Regions from separate parts of the Mus musculus genome. Here region 2 is linked to region 1. The links are chromatin contacts, called in public Hi-C maps. All regions are on one chromosome and are shown on one strand. The core of a region is the stretch at or near the end of the contact, and the rest is flanking DNA. Distances in the headings are between cores, read along the strand shown.

The links. A called contact is a pair of places that touch in the nucleus more often than the background predicts.
Region 2: a Hi-C map of extraembryonic ectoderm shows a contact between it and region 1, with 4 times the contacts expected there. The contact joins two enhancer-like sites. A contact is called at or near these places in 1 of 39 promoter capture datasets (trophoblast stem cells), 30 of 484 Hi-C or Micro-C datasets (the AML12 cell line, the C3H10T1/2 cell line, the CH12 cell line and 9 more), 2 of 115 datasets of contacts at active chromatin or transcription factors (embryonic stem cells and intestinal villus epithelium) and 2 of 9 other capture datasets (adipose tissue and embryonic stem cells).

What each region holds. Positions count from the first base shown.
Region 1 is chr2:103,363,393-103,367,407 of GRCm38.p6, forward strand. The region is part of intron 1 of A930006I01Rik (RIKEN cDNA A930006I01 gene); the gene reads right to left. Among named protein-coding and RNA genes, the nearest start is that of A930006I01Rik, 7.4 kb to the right of the region's middle. Within about 2 kb of position 1,524, at least 5 of the 459 cell types and tissues checked have an H3K27ac peak or open chromatin away from gene starts, as enhancers often do. A contact at or near this core is called in extraembryonic ectoderm, where this site is marked.
Region 2 is chr2:103,435,281-103,439,280 of GRCm38.p6, forward strand. Elf5 (E74-like factor 5) reads left to right here. Exons shown (of 7, transcript NM_010125.3): 3 at 3,917-4,000. Among named protein-coding and RNA genes, the nearest start is that of Elf5, 13 kb to the left of the region's middle. Within about 2 kb of position 1,456, at least 26 of the 459 cell types and tissues checked have an H3K27ac peak or open chromatin away from gene starts, as enhancers often do. A contact at or near this core is called in extraembryonic ectoderm, where this site is marked.

The DNA.
Region 1 (4,015 bases), core at 274-2,773:
TGCTTTTAAAGAATATTTGTCTTTTGGAGATACACGGTGCAATACTGCAATGACTTAATGTCAAGGGGTAGAAAAGAACATGAAAAGAACCAGCAAGAGTGAGGCTTAAAGACGGATATTTAGAGTACATAGTCTTACTCAACCAACCTTTGTCTGTGTGTTAAGTATTACAATAGTTTGAAATGAAAATACAATTTTTTATTTTTGAGACTATAATTACATTTCTCCTTTCCTTTCCTCCCTCCAGACCTCCCCTTTTACCCCTCCTTGCTCACTTTCAGATTCAGTCTCTTTTTAAATCAACTTTTATTGCATGAATATTTATGTATATACATGTGTAATCCTGAATACAACCCTCTTGGTCTGTATAATGTTACTTGTATGTGTGTTTTCAGGGCTGATCGTTTGATACTGGATAACTAACTGGTGTGTTCTTCCCCAGGGAAGATTATTTCTTCCACCTCAGCATTCATTAGGTGTGGGAAGTTCTTTGTGTAGGGTTGAGGTCTTGTGGGCTTTTCCTGGCCTGAATTAGCATATCTGTTGTTGTCCTTGTTCAGCTCCTGTGTAGGCGCATTGGTGAGACTTTATGGGTGTATCATCTGACATTGCTAGGAGACACAACCTTATAGCAAACATGGTCCTATGGCTCATAATCTTTCTGCCCCCTCTTCCACAATGTTCCCTCGGGGTTAGATGCTCCAGTGCTTTGTAGATAGCACAAAGCAAAATCAAAAGAGGCAATGTAACAACTTGATGAGAACCTTTATCTCATTGATAAAGAAGGAATGAATGTGGGTTCATTCACGGAAGTTCTTGTGTGTCTTCTCACATCTGCATATCAGAAACCGCATATCAAAGCAAACACGCTTATGCCATTTGCTATCGTGACAGAAGGAGCTTTCATCTACAAATACAATTGAGAAAGAGAAAATGAAGTCATTACTGTACACCAGAAAAAAAACAGGGAAAGGAACAAATATGTAAATGTGGATGACAGGACTTCCAAAGTCAGCCATGCATAATCTCTCCCTCTCCTGGGGTGGAGACTGAACCCTCCAAATCCATCTGGAATCCAACTGCCATTGCTCAGGAAGCCGGGAGTCCATCTGAGGGATATGGAACACATCTCAAGTACAACAGTGAAAGAAGACCAGAGTGCTCACAGGGCCATAGAGACAGCTCTGCCTTTACTCTTCCACCCTGGGGTAATTCATCTGTGGACTGGTGGAATACTGCAGACATGGTAGGTAAGACCAGTTACAATAGCCCATAGCTACTGAAAAGGCAAGAACTCACTCCCCAAAGGAACACTCACCTGTTGGCCATAGCACCGCTCCAAGAAATAAGAGCCACCTAGCCAAGAGGCCTCAGGGAAGAGTCCCTTCCTGGGTGCAGCCTCTGAGTTCCCTCCAACCTTTTGTGCTCTGAGTAAGAATTTCCACACCCAGAACCCAGTTCCAGTTACACCCCAAGATAGCATCAAAATGATAGGTAAGTATAAGCCCAGCTTTCTGGCCAGGTAGCCAAAGCACACAGTGCCACGGGGGAGAAAATGGGCTGATTCAGATCTGCACTGGCCATGACGTCTTCTCAAAGGCCAGCTGAAGGCAGCTGGGAGCCCTGTTCAGCACCCGTCAGATTATGCTACCAAGAAAGAGCTGGGAGAAGCCCAGCGCTGCTCATTGTGACACAGCCTTTCCCTGGAAGGGAGAGGACAAGCCACCTCTCCGTGACGTTTGAGATGAGCCCAGCTGATGTGGGAACCCAGGGCCCCTGGGTCTCCACAGGGAAAGACCAATCCTAAAGTTACAAGTCAGAGGTGGGCGAGTTTTAACTAGTGTCACCCCCTCCCAAGTAAAGGCAGCAAGAGAAATTTGGGGTAGGAGACAGAGACCCAGTAACCTCCATGATCAAAATTCCAAGTTGGCCCCCAAATAAGCATGTAATCTCAAAGAAAAGATGGCATCTGAGCACGGTGCATTTTAATTAAACCTAATGATGATTGAATTTAGCACCCTGGATTCTTTTCTTCACTTTTGGATATCATTGGCATCTTTTTGTATGCATTCTGTCTATGAACATTGTTTAAACAGCTGAACATTATCAAATGTAGTGACCATATCACCAGTATTTCTAAATGCCTGCCATTTTTAAAAGGTATTATGGGTCAGGAAGATAGCTCAGTTGGCAAAATCCATGCCTTGTAGCAAAGACCCAAATTCTATCCCCTGAACACATGTAAGAAAACCAGCCATGATGTGTTGGTGAAGGCCAGAGCAAAGTTGTTATTCCTTGAGGGCCCCCTTTTATCTGAGACAATGTCTCTCACTGGGACCTGGGCCTCATCAAGTAGGCTAGGCTGAGTGGGCCAGGAAGCAGGGGAGACCCACCAGTCTCCACGCCCCCCAGAGCTGAGATTACAAGCATACACCATCATGCCTGACTTTCTTACGTGGGTTCAAGGATGGAAGCATTCTGCCAACTGAGCTATCTCCACAATACCTTTTAGCACTGTAATTGTTTAAAGACACTGGGAAAAGAATACTATAAGTGATAAAAATCCCTCAATTTGACAATGTTTAACCATTTAAAATAGTTCTATGATACTCTATGATATTCATAGAATGCATATAAAAAGATGCTTATGATATCAAAAAGTGAAAAAAATCAGGATGCTAAATTCAACATTTATTAGGCTCAATTCCAATTTCGTTTTCATTTTTTCTTTTCATTTTTTACTAGACTATTTAGCTGGTCTTCATGTGGGTCCCCTAACAATTAGAGTGGGGTGGAGGGCTGAGGGCAGGCTGTCTCAGACTCTGTTGCCTGCCATTGTATCCACTTCCCCTATCTAGTCTGCCTGGTCTGGCCTCAGTGGGAGAGAATGGGCTTAGTCCTGCTGTGACTTGATGCCCCAGGGCAGGGAGATACCCAAAGGGGGCTTCCCCTGGAGAAGAGGAGGGAGAAATGGGGAGGGGAGATTTGTGAGGGTGGGACTGAGAGAAGAGGAGGAAGCAGGGCTGCAACAGGGATGTAAAGTGAACAACTAAATTAATTAATAAAAGGAGAAGGTCTAGCTGGATGGTGGTGGTGCTCATCTTTAACTCACCCCCAAAACCTCCCACAGAAACAGACAGACAAAAAGGTTTATATATCTTATATGAACCAATGAAAAAGAAAAGGCACCACATTATGATACAAATGTCTGGAAGTGATCCCACTTTAACAACACCTGGACAACCACATTCCTAAAGGCCCAAAGCCCTGACTCCAATCACTGGACCCCACATGGTGGGAAGAGAGAACTCATTTCTACAAATTGTCCTCTGGCTTGTATGTGTATACCACAGCATGCACACACACCCACACAAACACAAAATAAATTTTAAAATATAATTAAGAAAAAATAGACAGCTGGAAGCTAAAGCCATACTCACAAAGTAAAACAGAAATTACTAGGGATGGGGCTAATGAAGAAAGGGGCAAGGTTGCCTAATGGGTAGTGAGTTTTAGTTTGGGATATTGGAAAGTCTCAAGTGGTTGGCAGTAGTAACTGCACAACAGTGTAAATATAGTGTGCCACTAACATACATATTCAAACATGGTTAAAATGCTATATCGTATATATTTACCACAAAGAAGAAAAACCACTCTGAAAATAACTAGAAGGAAAAACTGTAAAGTCAAAAGTTAAGGCTACTGTGTTTGGAGGTGCATGTGTGTGTCTGTGTGTGTCTCTGAATGTGTGTGTGTCTCTCTCTGTGTATATACATGTACACACACATACATGTATTATGTGGGGGGTGTCTGTGTGCGAATGTGTGTATGTGTCTGTGTATGTGTGTGTTATTGTTACCTGTTTTGTATACCAGGTCTTACTATGCAGCCCAGGCTGGTCTCAATTCACCATCCTCCTGTCTCAACCTTTTGAGTGCTATGATGACAGAGATGAGCCTCCATGCCCAATCTATGTGATTTTCCTCCCTATAGTTTTCTGTGTATTCTAGAATGT
Region 2 (4,000 bases), core at 206-2,705, 72 kb after region 1:
GCTGGCCCTCAAGTGCCCTGACCCACTTCAGACTTCAAAGGAGCTGGCAAGGCCTGATGCTTAATAGTGGCCTCTGGACTTTCACATCAAGCTTTCTGGGCATAGGATACTGGCTGGCTTCGGCTAGGATCCTAGGCAAACAGGCTTGATACCAAGCTTCTCCTGAAAGTTCAGTGTGTCTTGTAAATGAGAGACATATCAAGGAAAACACTGTACCTTTCCAGACAATATGACCCAGTAAGAGAGTATAATCTTATATAAATAGCCCCTTGATTTGCTCTATGTTCATTCCTTCCAAATTCTAGTAGGTTCTTGTTCATGTTATTTGCTGGAAGCAGAGACACTGGCACCATCACCTCTCCATATTTCTGACTTTTCAGACGTAAGCTAGAGATAGATAAATAGATAGGCAGGTAATAGGTAAACAGGTTTACTGACTTCTAATTGTGTGGCGGATGTGCATCCATTTGCCTGCCTTCATCCAAATCTTATTTTTGATATGTGTATTCTCCAAGACCAGGAAATGTGGCATGATGCAAGATGTCCACATGGTGTCCAATGACCTTACTTATGGCCACTGTGACCCTGGAGGGGAACCTTGTAACCTCCCAGAACCTGTTTCCTTACCCTAAGGTAAAGATTGCAATCACTGGTGATCTGGTAACACTTACTGAGGAGTGGTGGGCTGAGGGGGTGGGGGATGGGAAGCAACTCCCAGCACTCCCAGTTCAGGGTGACCAGAGTTCCACAGCTGGGGTCTGAGGTGCTGTGAATCCTTCTGGAACTTTCTTAGCAGGGCACCCTGAGGGGAAGATTCTTTGAGAGAGTGTGAACTGCTGTGGTTCAAGGAGAACAGGAGGGACTCAAGGGTCAGAGGAATGGGGAAAAAAAGCACCTTCCAGCGGAGAGCAGGGAGTGGCACTGGGGCAGATAATAGAGGCCCTGGGGCAGGATCCCTCCCTTCCTCAGAGGTGCTACTAACACCTCCCACCCCCAACCCCTATCCTAAAGCTGAGACCATGGAAACACTCCACCACCTAGTCTCTGGATGCTGGCTCCCCTCGTCCTGCCTCCACGTCCCTGGGAGCAACCATTTCCTCTCAGCTCTGGAGACTGTGGGAAGGGCTTTGGCTGACAGGAAAGCCAGCCACCATTGTAGTTGGGCCCCTGTTGCCTGCAAAGCCTGCTCTATAAGTGAGTTCCACCAAGGAGCCAGAGAGCGAGGCACTAGGCCAGCAACAGCTTCCTGGTGCCATAAATGCCCTCCCCCTACCCCTTCTCTAGATCCTTAAGGGAAGAAACAATGAAGTCTTCCTTCCAAACAAAATAACCATGCCATAGAACTGGAGCCGGGAAGGGAACAGAGACACAGAAAAACCTTCCCATGGAGAGAAGCGTGCTGTGTGCTGCACAGCAGTGCACCGATAGCCATCTCAGTCAGGCCCCAGTGCGGGACCAGCAGCCAAAGAATGTCAAGGATCATAAACAGCTCCCATCAGAATACCAGGAACAGCTAAAGACCTCTTAGATTTACTCAAGCCAGCAATCAGTAGATGAAAAAGCACAGACCGAACTCAGGAAGGGTCTGTTTTCTCAGGAGACCCTGCTCTCTGCCAGAAACCAGCCATAAGCCTGATCAGCCAGCTCCAGCCAGCAGTGGGGGATCACGGAAAGGGTAGTTGGGACAAACCATTCCCTCCATGTTTTCAGCCGCCAGGTAAAGGCTATAACACCAGCACTCACCAGCCTGGCAATGAAGGTTCTTTCATGTATGTGAATGCAAAATTCTGGTTAAAGGGCTGGTGATAAAAAATAGGTCATTTGCTACACATGTGTGCAGCTCTGGGCTCAGCTCCAGCCCCTCAAAAATAAATAAATAACTGTTTTTTTTTTTTTTTTAAATAAAACAAGTCTAGGATTTGGGCTTACCAAGAGGCTCATCAGTGGGAAAAGAGATTCCTAGAGCATTCTGAGTTTTAGAGGGAAACTGTTTTATCTTTACGAAATAGCCCTGTCACACCTATGAGGTAGGACACTGGAAGAATGAGAAACCCAAGAATGCCAATCAGGACTTGGCAACTCAAAGGCAATGGACAAGAGGTAGCCCCAGCAGACCAGAGCTGTATCTTAGCTGGGTTCATGAGCACCACAGCTCATCTAGGCACAGGAACAGCAGCAGAGGCAGGGGAGTGGCAATCACAACAGCGCCAGTGGCTGGGGAGTGTCACTGCAGAGGTCACTCTCTCTGTAGTCCACAGGGCCTGATCCAGTGACCTCAGCCTTGCTCTGTTGATTTGCCCCACCCCCATTCTTTCTTGATCTCTGCCTACCTCCCTCCTCAGATGTCACCTCTTTTCTGTGCTGATCCTCCAAGGACGAGCACAATAAGATGAGAGGAGGGAAGCGTTCAGATTGCAGTTCACATCCCACCTTACCGGCTGACAGTGGGATCTAAGGGAAGAGATTCTCCTCCAATCCCAAGCTCCTCATCTATCAGGGAACAAAGGCTAAACATGGCTGTCCACCATGAAGTCTTCCCAGGCAATATGTGGCATCGCACAGAGTAGGTGGATAGTGGTAACATTAATAGGATTGTTAAAGCACATGTGGGCTCGTTTGCGCTGTAGAACAACTCTGATATAGGTGATATAGTCTTCTCCATTTCACGAAGAGGGAAAGTAAAGTTCTCATTTATTGGATGAATGGACAGACAGACATGTTGGTGGGTGGATGGATGGATGGTTGGGTAGTGGATTGATACATGAGTACTTAGATACTATAGTGGCTACAAAAATTATTTACATTAGAGCTGGGGATAAAGTTCACTGGTAGAGTGTTTGCCTCAGCTGCACAGGTAGCTGTCTGCATTGACAAAGAACTTGACAAGTGCCAAGTCTCTCTCTCTCTCTCTCTCTCTCTCTCTCTCTCTCTCTCTCTCTCTCACACACACACACACACACACACACACACACACACACCTCTATTCTTATGTCTGCCTTTCTATTTGTCTCTGCTTGAAACATTGAGACAAGGCTTCTGAACACCTGGACAAGGTGCTACTGGTACATCCCAGCCTCCAAGTCAGGACAGCACCTACAACTGTCTGAGTGTCTACACGGCTCCTTTGAAGGAGTAGGCAGTCTGAGCTCAGGAGAAGATAAAACTTAAGCCATCACCAGGAACACAACGACATCAGTACAGTCAACTCCTCCGTGACTTCCTTTCTCCATAGACATCTGTTATTGTAGTCCAAGGTCTGCCACACTATGGGCAATAGCTAACTAGCCCAAGACCCTTGTAAAAGATGACTAGAGGCTATGCACAAATAGACAGCCATCCTAGCACCTGTCCATTAATGCCCAGAGACTCAGACCAGTTTCAGATAGAGTCTAGCAGAAAGAAGACATGTAGTGACTATTGAATCGATTGGTGATTTCCTAGACACCACTCTCCCTACATTATATCTCCAACTCTATAACAGCCGTGTAGGTCAAACAGATTACACTCATTTTAACAGCGGCGGAATCAGAGGCCTAAATATCTATGGGCCTTACCCAAAAGACAAGCGGCTAAACCAGGATTTGAACCCAGGCCTTCAGAACTCCGAGATTTTATTCTTGATATCATGTTACCTGGAGAATATTTTTGCTCTCTTTCTTTATTGGGTATATCATGTTAAGCACCAGAAAGAGATTTAGTAATTTCCTACCTGCCTCATACCCTCTCTGGTCCCAACAGCCATCTACAGAATCCCATCTCCCTGGTGGTCTCTGTAGAGAAGATAACCTGGATCCTTGTAAGTGCATGCCAGACCTAGAGCCCTTTCTGAATAGGGAACCTTTAACGATGCTAAGATAACTGGAGTATTCTTTGAGGACCCCTTGGTAACCTTTTACTTCTCTGTGCTCTGGTGCAGCCTGTGATTCCTACTGGACATCAGTGCACCCTGAATACTGGACCAAGCGCCATGTCTGGGAATGGCTCCAATTCTGCTGCGACC